Regions from separate parts of the Ovis aries genome. Here region 2 is linked to region 1. The links are chromatin contacts, called in public Hi-C maps. All regions are on one chromosome and are shown on one strand. Each heading gives the region's core, a stretch centred on a gene start, on an enhancer-like site or on the middle of the called end of the contact. The rest is flanking DNA. Distances are from core to core; before and after follow the strand shown.

What was found. A called contact is a pair of places that touch in the nucleus more often than the background predicts.
Region 2: a contact with region 1 is called in a Hi-C map of liver, with 2.2 times the contacts expected there. The contact joins the promoter of CPN2 here to the enhancer-like site in region 1. A contact is called at or near these places in 2 of 16 Hi-C or Micro-C datasets (liver and tail adipose tissue).

The regions. Positions count from the first base shown.
Region 1 is chr1:193,785,883-193,792,436 of ARS-UI_Ramb_v3.0, forward strand. TMEM44 (transmembrane protein 44) reads left to right here. Exons shown (of 11, transcript XR_009597977.1): 11 at 1-6,554. Among named protein-coding and RNA genes, the nearest start is that of TMEM44, 51 kb to the left of the region's middle. Within about 2 kb of position 4,134, at least 22 of the 54 cell types and tissues checked have an H3K27ac peak or open chromatin away from gene starts, as enhancers often do. A contact at or near this core is called in liver and tail adipose tissue, where this site is marked.
Region 2 is chr1:193,997,695-194,004,248 of ARS-UI_Ramb_v3.0, forward strand. CPN2 (carboxypeptidase N subunit 2) reads left to right here and starts at 4,044. Exons shown (of 2, transcript XM_004023405.6): 1 at 4,044-4,106. It overlaps LRRC15 (leucine rich repeat containing 15), which reads left to right. Exons shown (of 2, transcript XM_027957204.3): 2 at 1-2,382.

The DNA.
Region 1 (6,554 bases), core at 2,884-5,383:
ACTGGCGATTCGATTCTTACATGATAGTATACCTGTTACAATGCCATTCTCCCAAATCATCCCACCCAGAAGTCATTCTTAAGACAAAGGACAGTAAATACATCAAAATGACATACTAATGTTTTACATAAAGTTCACCAAGGTTATGTAGTCCAGGTAAACGTGTGCAAAGTGGGCTTAAAGTCAGCACGACCCACTACAGAATTGGGAAAAAGTGCTAATCTTCAAGGAATTTACATGACTAGTGTTGGAAACAAGGGTAAAAGTGAACTTTACAGTTAAGAGGCACTCCTATCACTGAGAAGTTCTGGTGTATGTGTATTGCAGATACTCACTGCCCATTAAGGAGAGGGAGGAGTTGCAACTGGATGCAGAGAGAGGATTTTATGTTTAAGTTTTCTTGTCCTGTCTTAAAAGATAGATTTTATTTCATCACACCCTGCTAATTACTTTATTAATTACAAGTGGAAATAGATTCCTGTACAATGATGAAATCTGCATATTACTGTGGGGGTGATGTGAGGATATCACCTTAACCAAGATATGAAGTTCACATTACCAAGATCGAGGACATTGGAGTGTGTGCTGCATATTAGCTAACATTATTATTTCATTTGCTTGGGAGTGATAATAGTATTATGGTTGTGTAGGAGAACCCCCTATTCTTCAGATAGACATGCCAGCTATTTAGGAGAGAAGCATCATAATTTGGCCACTTTGAAATGGTCAGACAAAAAGAAGTATGTATTGTTCAGCTATATATGAAAGCTAAAACAAACGTGATGGAATGGGGTCAACTGATGAATCCAGGTGAATAGTATAAGCATGTGCATCATATCATTCTTGCAACTTTTCTGTAGGTTGGAAGTTTTTCAGAGTAAAATTTGAGGGTGGAAGTGCAGGAGTGAAGACTCTCACAGTCAGCTTCACCAAGAGGTGGCTCTCCATCACCCTTGCCTGTAGAGGACCCTGACATTCTAGGGCTTTGTGAAGGAAACTGCTGGATTACTAGGGACTGCTGTTCAAGCAGCTTCCCTGTGCAGCTGGCTTCTGAGCTAGCTGATTGTGGGATGATATCAGGCCATAAAGGGGGAACAGATTCCAGTTTATCTGGTACTGAGAGAAAAATAGGCTCTGTATCTTAGACAGCCCTGATAAGGCACCTCCATGGATATGAGTAATTGTCAGACCCAGGGGATGAACCAGGGCTGAGAAAGCTGAACAATGGAAAGCCGGGAGCACGGTGACAAGGAAATTCTTCCCCTGAATTGCCTTTTCCTATTGAGATAAGATAGTATGCAATAAAGCGCCAGACTCAGAAGTGCTGCCACCAGTCCCAGTGGGAGTGGCTGGCACTGAGCCTGAGCGGCAGCACGTGTGAGCCTGGTGCTTTCAGCACCTGGGTGGTCCCTCAAGGGCTTGCTCTGGCCTGCTGCGAAGTCAGTGACCTCAGACCCAGAAGGCCTGGGGGCAAGTCCTGATTCCACCACTCGCCAGCTCAGGGACCGATTCTCTTATTCTTGTTTGCACACACAGACACAGAAATATTTCCTTTTCTCCCGTCTGCCTTACTGATAGGTTGCAAAACCCAAGAACAAACCATGAAAGGGTTTTTCAACTCCCAAAGGCCATCAAACTGTCAGTCATTATCATGACTCCTAAGCATGAAGCAGTTAGTTTTGTAGCTTTCCCTCCTCTTCAGGCCAAACTCACCTGGATGTCTTGTGCTGGTTTCCACTGTCCAACAATGTGAATCAGCCGTATTCATATATTCCCCTCCCTCCTGAGCCTCCTTCCCACCCTTGAGTACATTTTTATTATGAGATTGTATGAGTAAAACCTTTCAAACTTCTAAGGAGGCAGGATGGAGATGCTTTGAGATGCTCTTAACTTCTCCTGAACAGGCAGAGTGGCTGAGGATGTTGCCCCTTTGATATACCGTAACTGGGAAATAAATCCCCATGGGCAAGCTGTGACTCATCCACATTGTTCCGGCAGAGTCGCTGTCCCAGCTGAGCGAGCATGGGCGGCCCTCTGTCAGAGTGCCACACAGGAGGGCCTCCACTCAGTCCTGGATGTCAGCCTTGGCATCTCAGGGGCAGCAGAGCAGTGGACAGAGTGGAAAGGGAGCCGTGCCTTTGGCTGATCTTCAGGAGGAGAGGATTGAGCTGGTGCAAGGAAGAACTTGCCTTTGGTTCTGTCCCAGCTGCAGTGGAGGCCAGGAGTTCCCTGGTACTAAAGTTATCCCGCACAGCTCCATCACCCCTTCTCTGAAGTGTTTTGGGGAAGGGGCATTACTGACTAGAGATTGATCAGATGATATTCCAGGGCTCTTCCAACTTTAAGAATCTAAGCTACTTTTGACTAGCAAGGAATTTGGATTATACCATCCTCTGCTTATTGGTCATGTAACCTTGAACATATTAATTAACTTTCTTTTCCTTTTTTTGTTGTTGCGCCATGTGGCATGCAGGATCTCAGTTCTCCAACCAGGGATTGAACTCTGGTCCCCTGCATTGAAAGTGCAAAATCCTAACCAGCGGACCTTCAGGGAAATTCCTGTTTTTTAGTTTCCTGATCCTTCATTGCCTCAGATGTAAAATTAGGTTATTAAGATCTACCCTAGTTATCTCCTAGGGTTAGTAGAAGCATCCACACAAGTAAGTCATGCTTCTTGGTGCAATCATAAAATTTGTCCCAGCTCTCTTGACTCTCTGCCCACAGTTCCTGGGTGGCCAGGAGACAGCCTGGACTGGCATATTCCATGGGTCCAAACAGGTCACAAATGCTCAAGGGGTCAGCACTAAATACAGTTTCACTGGCCAGCCTCCATCCTTGCTCAGCACCTGGCCCCTTCTGGCTTCCCCATCCTTCTGTTGTCACCTTTCCCTTCCTCCTTTCTCTTCTGCTCAGTCAGCTAGCACTTCTGAGAGAGGACTATGTCCAGACAACCTGCTGGGCCAGGGAGCATGTGAAAATTACCCAGTCCTGCCAGCATGTCTTGCCTGGTGTAGGGGGAACTCAGAAGGAGGGTTGTGCTGGGGCTCCCAGGGTGCAAGCCTTTGTGGGAGCAACGCCGGGAGGGCCAGCTGGACAGGAGAAGTGGTCACCAAGAATAAGACATTTGAGACTGTCTTTCAACAGACTGGCTTCCAAGCACAGAAGGACAGCAGAGGGCATGAGCGCAGAGCACGTGGTTGTGAGCGTTGGACCTTCTTGGCTTGGCTTCTCTGCCCCCAGTCTTTAGCCAGCTCCTTCCCTCTAGTCAGCTCCCACCTGCAGCTTCCTTCTAAGCAAGAGGATTTGGAAACTAGAAGCAGTTCCTGGAAACACTGCTGCTGGGTCATTGAGGGTGTAAAATACTGCTGTGAAATAAAGGCAGTAATTCTCAGCCCTGACTGCACGCCAGCATCACCTGTGGTTTGTTTTTGGTTTTGTTTTCAATTCACATTTCCTGGCTCCACCCTGTACCTACTCTCATTCAGTAAATCTGGGGCGGGATCCCTGAAATACCTCCTCCTGCTTGGAGGTAGAAATATTGTCTCACTTTTGTTTTTCCAGTTCCCCTCTAAAGACTCCACTTGTTTTATTGCAGGAGGCCTAGGATCCCCTAATGAAGAATCTCACTTAACTACAGTTTTCTAAGAATCCTAAAGGCTCAGAAGTTCCAAAAAACAGAGGAACCATGGTGAGATTAGGTGGGATTAGTCTGGCCTTCATTCCCAGAGTGGGAGAGAATAATGATGAGCAGTCCACTAATAAATCTTCTGTGAAAGGGGAATAAAACCAGCTCCTACCTCATAAGATAGTGGTGAGCACAGAGAACATAATAGCATGTAGTAGGCACTCGGGAAACAGTGGCTGCTGTTACGGAGGCAGCGAGGCCTGTCTGGCAGTTAAGGATGTGAGCTCTGGAGCCAGACTGCCTGGTTCACAGCCTGCTGGCTACACTCATATAACCTCCGTGCCTCAATTTCCTTTTCTTTACAAAAGGGTGATAACTCCCTCACAGAGTTGTTATTAAAGGAATGAATAAGGGCTTGGCACTTAGATCGGTGCTGGTCTAACCAACCAAAGGAATATTAGCGTATATCACGACTTGTGCTATGACTGCTAGCGGCCTCATGGTGTCACTATTGGACACTGGTCCTGCCGCCTCTTCAGCTGGTGCCTGCAATGCTCTCTGCAGCTTTGCAGGCCCAGCCCTAGCCCTCGGAGAAGGAACCACTGCCCACCACCCACCGCCCCACCCACCACCCCCCACTAACTGTGCTCTCCTAATACAGCAGTTGGCCTCCACAGCCTCCTCGCAGGACACCAGCTGGCTCCACAATGCTGAGTCAGACCTGGTTCCAAATTGCCCTATCTCCTTCCCTGCAATGATCTATCCGAGGGTTCGAGGCTTCTTTGACCATCTTGGAACCTAAAGCATCTGAGCACATCCCTTTCCCTAAGAAGGCTAGTCTTAAGTCATCTGGGCAAGTCATGGGGTTCCCATGCCCCTCTTTGCTCAGAAGGCTGTCTGTCCTCTGTGGCTCCAAATGACTGGTCCTCATTAGGGAGATTCCCGAACAGATTAGCAGGTACTAACACGTAACCTTCTGATGAAACCACTGCCGGGGTTTATAAAGCCCTTTTCTTGTTTTTTAGAGAAGAGAGGAGAATCTCCCCCTGACATACACACATCTACCCTCTGCTTAGAAATCATATGTAATTGTTTTAAAACTCTACACATGATTCTGATCTGCCGTCAGGGTTAAGAATCACTAAAGTAAGAAGACAGAGACCTAATGATTGTTAGAACTCACCTGTGCCAGTGGGAGGCTGGGGGCTTACTCCCTGAAGCCTGCCACCCCACAGAACATTTCAATCCGAGAATGCCAGAGCTAAATCTGTCCCCAAGGTCAGCTGGCTGAATGATTCCCAAACTCAGTGCAGCAGAATCACCAGGGCGTGCCCATCACACAGATCCTCAAGTTTTAAAATTCAGGAGATCTGGGGGTGGGAGGGGGAAAGGAGTCTCAAATCCTCGTGAGATGCCCAGGAAGGGATCTATGGGGAGGGTGTGAGCAAAGAGGGTAGAAGGCTGCCCACACAGTGGTGCCTAGGCAGGGGCTTATGTGAGGCAAGGGGGCTTCTCAGGAAGGCTGAGACAGGAAGGAGTTGTCATCTGTGCACTTCTCAGCGTTAAAACTCAAATCTCTTGCCAAATAATATAGCCCCTATCTGGCTATCGGGGCATATTTTTCAGATGAAAGAAAATATATGTCCAAAGCAGGAATACCAGTATCAGAACCCTCCGTGGGAGCGGAGGTGAACCCCTGGGAACACAAGCTGGGAAGACAATTGCTGCCACTGGTCAGTGAGGAAAGCCTCGAACTCCGATGACCTCATGGCTCTTTTCTGTCGCCGGTGACTGGACACACCCTTCCCCTCTGCCCACCTCCACCCACAAGCATATCAGACAGATGACCGCATGAGCCCAGGGGAAAAGTGTTCCCGTCGATAACACGACATTCTCATGTGCTGCTGCCGCCACTGGCCTCATCTCCCAAATGTCCCATGATGTCAAGCTGAGCAAGCCTGGCTGAGGTCAACAGGAGCGCTCTTTCTCCCCGGAGACGCAGGAATGTTTGAAAAGTTGTCTAAGGGCAAATGCCTGGTTGTGCCTTGATTTTTTTCCTGCAAAAACTTTAGCTCTGACAATTCGAGTCACTTTTGCCCCCTGGCTCACTGTGCCTGGTTTTGTTTCTCTGAGCAGTGCTCATTGTGAGAAGTAAAATTGCTCCAGAGGCGTCAGGGAGGCAGCCTGTCCAGCCGTGAGGTAAGTGATTGCCCAATCAAATGAGGCTCACATGCTCATGGCCTCTGGATTCCACCCCTCCCAAGGAATCTTTCCCTCTCTCTCCGAATGCTGTAAGTGATCCCAAGGTGTCACCCTAACCCCAAAGAACTCAGTTAGTGATAAAGAAGTCAGGGGGCCAGAGCCTCCTGGGTATCACTATTTCCATCAAAATACCAGAGGATCTCCCCAAAAAAGTCCTCTCCCCACATTATCAAGCTCTCAAACCTCTCTGAGGGCTCCCCAGCCCTCCCCAGCCTCCTACTTGGCTAAATATTTGGGAGCTGAAACAATAGCCTCACTGAAGCAGTGGTGGGCAATTACTGGAAAGTCATGTGATTGCCCGAATTCAACCAATTTGTCAAAGACCATTTTCCTTTCACTCATCACCTCCCCCACGATAAGATAGGGTCCCCAGAGCACAATAATCCTTTCCTGAGATACAATGTAGAGGCTCCTGAGAAAAGAAACAAAAGCGAGACTAATTTTGGCTTTTCTGGGACTAAAGAAAAGCAGGCAGACAGGCAAGCAGGCCTGGTTCAGCTTGAGGAAGTTGCTCCTTGTTGCCTGCTCCACGGTGTCTGCTTAGGTCACCAGGGAATTTGGAGAACAATGCAGGGGCGGGGGGTGGTGGTGGTGGTGGTGGGATGGAAACTGAGGCCTGGCCCTGGCCACCAGGACAGAAGCCTCGTCCAGGCTCTGAAGAGGTCTG
Region 2 (6,554 bases), core at 2,794-5,293, 210 kb after region 1:
TCAGCTAGAAACTGAACTTCAGCATTCTCACACACAGCAGGCAACATGGATACACAGATAGGTCAGACTGGGTCAGGGACCTCTCTGAAGCTTTTCCCTGCCTGTAGTCTGGTTGCAATAGTTGAGTGCTTTGGTTCAGTGTTGCAGTCACATGAATACCTGCCCTGGCCACCATTCCTGCTGCACACATATTCACACAGGTCAAGAAAGTACACTCATGACGATGCCTGTCTTTCTCTGGACACCTGGTATACCACTTTAGAAGAAGAAACAGTGAAATGGGGACTTTCAGGTGTCTGTGTCTTCCCAGAAAAGAGCTGAAGCCAATACTGCACAGATCTGGAAATCTGCCCTCAATCCTGACTGGCCTTTACTGGTTCCCTCTGCCGCACGAGACAAATAAGAAATCCACCTCAGCCTTAACAGCATGGTGCTGACGGGCCCTGACGACGAGTCCAGGAGCAGATGTGTGTTAAGAGCTAGTGCGTTTTGTAGCTTTTCACTCTCCGTCACAGGAAATCTGGGAGAGATGTTGTTAGAGGCAAAAGACACTATCTCCCCAAGGTAAATCTGGGTCTCCAAAATGTTTCCAAAATATTTATAGTACCTGGCAGACATGTACCAGGGTTTGCCAGGGTCCAAAAAGAAATGAGCCTAGAGCTTGGGGCTTGAGCATCATTCCCAATGGTGACCTGCCTTGTTGATCCTGGGCCCCAAAGGGGAAGCATGGCCTACTCTCCTCCAGACAGGAAGCATGGTTCGGCACTGCATTCCTCAAAGGACTCCTTGTAAGGAAGCCCAAGCATCTCATTGTGCAAGGGTACAAGTGGGCCAGAGATATCGGAAAAGTAAGGAAGGAGTCTTCATCATCCAGTGTGACCTGTCAAGCTGAGCCCAGACCCTGGGTATTGATAGCATTGGCCATGACTTTGGAATATCTTCCTCTCTGGCCCAAGATACCTCGTGTGTCTCCAGATCAAAGGCTGGTCTGAGGGCAGCTGTCCTCAGATGACTCCTCAGGGAAGCACACTGGGTGGGGCTGGTGGACCCTTTTCCTGACCTTCTGAGTGCCCCTGGTCCTTTCTCCATCAGAGACTGGAGGGAACCATTGAGCCTCCTCTTCCTTGGCAGGCCATGTGGTCTCTCTAAACCATGTTGTCTGGTCAGGAAGCTGCCAGAAAAGGTGGGTGGAGTTTCCTTTCCAACAGGCTCTTGGCTCTTGGCATTTGCTCACTTCTTGGGGCTGAAGTGAGCTGCTTGGTTCCCCAGAGTTGAGTTCACTTTTCTCCGCAGCTCACTGGCTTCTAGGCCTCCTTGTCAGTTCTCCATTTGGAGTGGAGGGTCAATATTGGAGGAAAGACAATAAAAACTGGTTAGAACCACTGTTTTTCAAAAATGTTTACTCTGCATAGATACCCTTCAAAGCACTTAGCAGACATTTTCTTTTTAACCCTCACAATAGCCCTGTGCAGGAGTGGTACATGTGTGAGGATCTAAAACCTCTTGCTTCTGCAACATTATTTAACAGGCAGTGAGTGTTCCTTCTCTCTTTAAGCTCATACAAGAATTCATGGCCTGTCCTAGGCTTTCATTGCTAAACCAAGGAAAATGGGAGTCACTGTCTTATTGCTCCCCGTCATCTTAGTATTCGATGCCACCTGGTACTGTGTGGATCCAAAGCTTTGTAAATACAGGAAAAGTTAAACTCATCCATCCATTAAAGAAAAACTGGCTTTCCTCAAGGGAATGTTGGGCTGAGTGTATATTTTTCCTCCTCGTCAGTATTTAAAGGCACAGCACCGTTCTCAGAACTCTTCACGGGCAGCAATAGCATTGTCACAGATGTCTGTGTAGTGCAGTGTTGGGAATCATTTCCAGACTCAGGAAGTTTATGAAGAGGACGCAGCTACAGAAAACTAGATAACTGGAGTTTTTATAGAGACATGGGAGGTAACCTGCCTTTAGCTACGAATCACTCAAAGAAATCAACCCACAGACCCCACAGCTGGAATTGAACTGGAGTTGCTGGGGAGGCAGTGGTGGTCTTGGGGAGGAGGTCATGGCTGTGGTTCAGAGAGGGGCGGGGTGGGCACTCCTCCAGGCCAAACTCCTCCCAGTCTGAGCTTTCTTCTTCACCCAAGGAGGGATTGTTCTCACCAACTCATCGCCTTCATGCTGCCTTCAAAAGTGGATCGATTTTGCCTCACTTAGGGAATCATTGCAGATAGTCCCAGGTGCTTGGTGATGCATTTAGAGCTTTCTAGGCCCCCAGGGTTTTACAGAGTGTGAGCCCTGGTGGGCGAGGTGGGGGGTTCTTCTTTGCTGGATGCTGCTTGTAACAGATTTGGAGTACAGAATCAACAATAAATGGTATACACAGGACACATGTGTTCCGATGCGCGCCTTGGCTAAGGGATCTCGCTGTTGATTCTCTGCTTGTCACATGAATGCAAGGCTGACCCAGACAGCTCTTCACAGACACCAGATATTCATGGTTGGGAAAGGCCTTTGGAAAGTGAGTCAGATCAAAATAATATCTTGAGGTCACTGTGGCTGGATGGGGCCTTAGGAATAGGCTCAACCCATTTTATAGATGGAGAAAATAAGACCAGGACAGGAAATGAATTTCTCATAGTCACCTAGTGAACTAGTCGCTGAGCTTGCAAGATAGCCAGGCCTCCAGACTCCCAACCTGGAGCTTCTTCTATGTCTCAGAAAGGCAGTGAATTTCCCTCAGCATTCATCAAAGTGCACATGTGTTCACACTCATGCACACACAGGTGCACACTAGCTTTGGTGGGTAGGACTCTCCTGCACACGTCTGGACTCTTACAGTGCCTAGCACCCAGGCTTAGTGAGCCCCGGGCTCTCAGAAGACACCCTGTAAGTGAAGGTGACTCTCCAGGTGTCCAGAAGTCCCTGGGACCTTTTCAGGCCTCCAGGTTCAGGGGTTGTCACCACTGCTGGTGCAAGTCCAGGGTTTATGAGAAGGATAATCTTTTCTCTGTCCCTTCATTCCACTGCCATGCCCAGGAAGAGGGCTTCAAACCATATTTCCTGGGCTCTCTTAGCTCTTCAATCCCTTCTGCCGGGTGTAACCCTGTCTCAGGAGGCTGGACCTGGCGAGGGTCAGTAGTGTGTTCACTGTTTCACAAAGCAGGACCCAATCAATGACTGGGACAGGGCCTTATGCACCTTCCCTAACCACTGAGCCCATCCACTCAAGATGGGAGCCTGGAATTCCAACAAGGGAAGAAGAGTGAGCGCCTATCTCCCATGTCCCAAAAGATGCCTGGAGTTCTTAATACAAACCTGCCCTCCACACCTGCACATCTGCCCAGGGTCCTGCCCGCAGCACAGACCCACTGTTTGATTTCACACAAGTGCATACGAATGAACACACATACACTCACACACGCTCTCCTCACTCTGCTCTGCAGCCCCTGCATGAACACCTTCAAGGCCAGAAAATCACTGCCTCCTCATGCAACTGCTTTCATCCTTGGATAATCTCAGTGGTGAATGCGTTCCTGTCCATACTGAGCCAAAATTCACCTCCCTATATCACTTCCCCCTTTTAACTCAGAAAGTGTTTAGAACATAAGCATTCAATAAACAAATACAGAAGGACAGCAAACCCGCAGGATTTCTCCTGGCACTGGGAGTCTGCAGGTGCCTGCGGCTGGCTGCCCAGCTGTGTCCAGCCTGGCTTGCACAGGAAGGGATATGTTTTAACCCCTGATCCCAGTGGTCGCCCCAGAGCAGCCTACTGGGAACTTTCTAGGGCCTGGTGGATTCCCCTGGGGTCCTAAAGATGCCAAACCTGTAACCTTGGCTGGATTTTGGCCCCAACAAGGATCTCTCCGTGGTAAGAGTTCAGGGTCGTTTTGTAATCTTCGGAGGCCTTGCCTAGACTCTCTCCTGCTGTCCTGTGACGCTGGTGACATTGCAGGAATGCTCAGGCCACGTGAGGGGAGGAACCTCTGCCTGGAACTTTGATCAGCGCCAGGGCTGCTGGGTTCGTGCTGACCACTGACCACTCCAGAGGCCCTTCTGCTCCAGAGGAAGAGCCAGGGCAGCTGGTCCTCACCTGTCAACCCCTCACGGTATGGTCACTACAAGGCTGCAGGGGCCATGGGGGCATGGGAGGAATCTGGGGTCCCAGCTCAGGGGCAGGAGACGGGCTGGCCGCTTGTCCCAGATTTCAGAGCATATCCCTAACTCCAGGCAGGCTGCACCTCTGTGCCAGGGGAGGGGAAGTCCCTGAGGGCTTCTCGGCCAGGGTCGTGCTGGGTTGGGACTGGAGGCAGGCTGTGGCGGGGGAGTTCTGAGATGGAGGTGGTCTGGTCCCTGTGCTCAGGGAGCTCCCAGTGGATAGGAGGGATAAGTAGTGTGACGATATGTCCCACTTGGCCTGACGCCACCCTTGTTTATGCCTGTCGTTCTGGCGTAAAGAGTCAGACACAACTTAGTAACTGAACAACAGCAAAGTCACTAAGTCGTGACTGACTCTTTTGTGACCCCATGGACTGTAGCCTGACAGGCTCCTCTGTCCTTGGGATTTCTTAGGCAAGAATACTGGAGTGGGTCACCATTTCCTTCTCCAGGGGATCTTCTTGACCCAGGGGTCGAACTCATGACTCCTGCATCGCAGGTGGATTCTTTACCACTGAGCCGTTAGGGAAGCCCATAACTATCAATAGCTCCTCTTTTATTCTCAGAAGTGTCCCGGTTTGGATGATAAAGCTGCAATAAGACATGCATGTGGCTACCTTTTAGTCAAACATTTATTATATACCCTGCACTATTAAGTGCTTTATTATTTACCATCTAATTTAGCATATTATGGTCCAACTGGGTGCTAATTTTAATACTAAGGGATGGGTTATAACCAGGCATTGGGAAATTGAGGCTTAGAGAAATGGAGTGAACTTCCCATTCCGACACAGCCAGTAGGCAGTGGTATCAGAATTTGTACAGGGTGCAGCACCAATAGAGCCTCAATCCCTGAAGCAGGACGAAGACGAAGGCCCTAGATACAGGCTCACGAGAGCTGCAAATACATTCAGTTCCATTTGGCACCCAGGGCCTGAGCACCGATCTGTGCTCAACTTTAAGTCAGGTGCTGGGGTGCACGGCCTGGAAAGGGATGCTGCGATCTCAAGACCTCTGCCCCTCCACCCCCATCCCAGAGGCTCCTAGTCAGGTGGTGCAACTGACTAGAAGGCAGCCAAGGACCCACATGGTCAATAGAAGACAAGTTCCTGAGGGAGCCAAAGGAGATGCAGTCAAGGAAGGCTTCCCAGGGGAAATGTGACTTATGCTGTCCTGGAGGATGGGGAGAATGGGGGCAGGTAGCAATAGGGAAAATGTCAAGGATGGGCCTTCTACAGTGGAGGCGACTATGTAATCAAGGACCAGAGGTGGGGCCCATGGGGAGCATTTGGGGAAAGGAAAGTGCCAGGTTCACAACCTGCTCTTACTTCAGAATGTTTGTTCTCTTCAAGAAACTATAATGGAAAAGAATATACAGAAAAGAATGACTATATATGTCTGACTGAACCACTTTGCGGTGCAGCAGAGACTGGGACAACATTGTAAATCACCTATACTTCAGTTTTTAAGAATTAAAAAAAAGAAGCTAAGACACAGTAGATAGACAAGTTTCGTTGAGTCTCCACAATGTGATTGCAAGGAAGGAAAGGAATCAAGGAAGCACCTATTGTGTGCTTGGAACCATGCTTCAGGTTTTATATGATTTCTTTAATAACGTTCAATCTTACGACAACAGTGATGCCTGTTTATTATTTTTTAAAGTTGAAAATATATGATTAAGCAAAAGGAAAAAATGAGAATCACCTGCAATTAATTCTGTTCGTCAGAGATAACCCCTGCAAATATTTTTGTATATAATCTGAAGCCATTGAGTCACTTCGTTAACTTAGCCTCCAGTGTGGGTGGAAGGGTCTTATTATGAATAGCAAAGACATTCTTCTCTTATTACTCAGGATATTCCAAAGGTTTCTGCAGCTCTGCGCCAGGAACCAAGAGGAAGACCAAATATATATTTATTATATCAGAGTATCATAAACCCATGGCCAATTGTCTCATTTAATTGCCACAATAGCCCTAACAGTATGTAATGTGGGTTTTATTTTCACGACTGATCTCCATTTACAAATATGGAAACTGGGACTCTGAGGGATTACTTCACTGTGTTTTGGGGGGTGGGGGGTGGGGTTGGTTGGTGGGGAGGGGCCTGAGGTAGGAGCCCAGCCCAGGTCCCCCAGCCTCAGCCACTTGGCTTATTTCTCTGATTGACAGCAAAGGAGACTGGGGTCCTGGGAACCTCGGTGAAGCAGTCAGGGGCTCCAGACGAGCCTTGGAAGCCTTTTTTCTTGCCCCAAGATGTTCTGGAGCCAAGGGCAAAATCTAACCATGTTGGTGAGACAGACCCTGATGTAGATACCCCAGTCAAGGGGCAAGCCCCTGGGGCTTTCGGGCTGGACTCTGAGCTCCCATCACCCTCTGGAAGGAGTGAGGGTTGGCTCTGT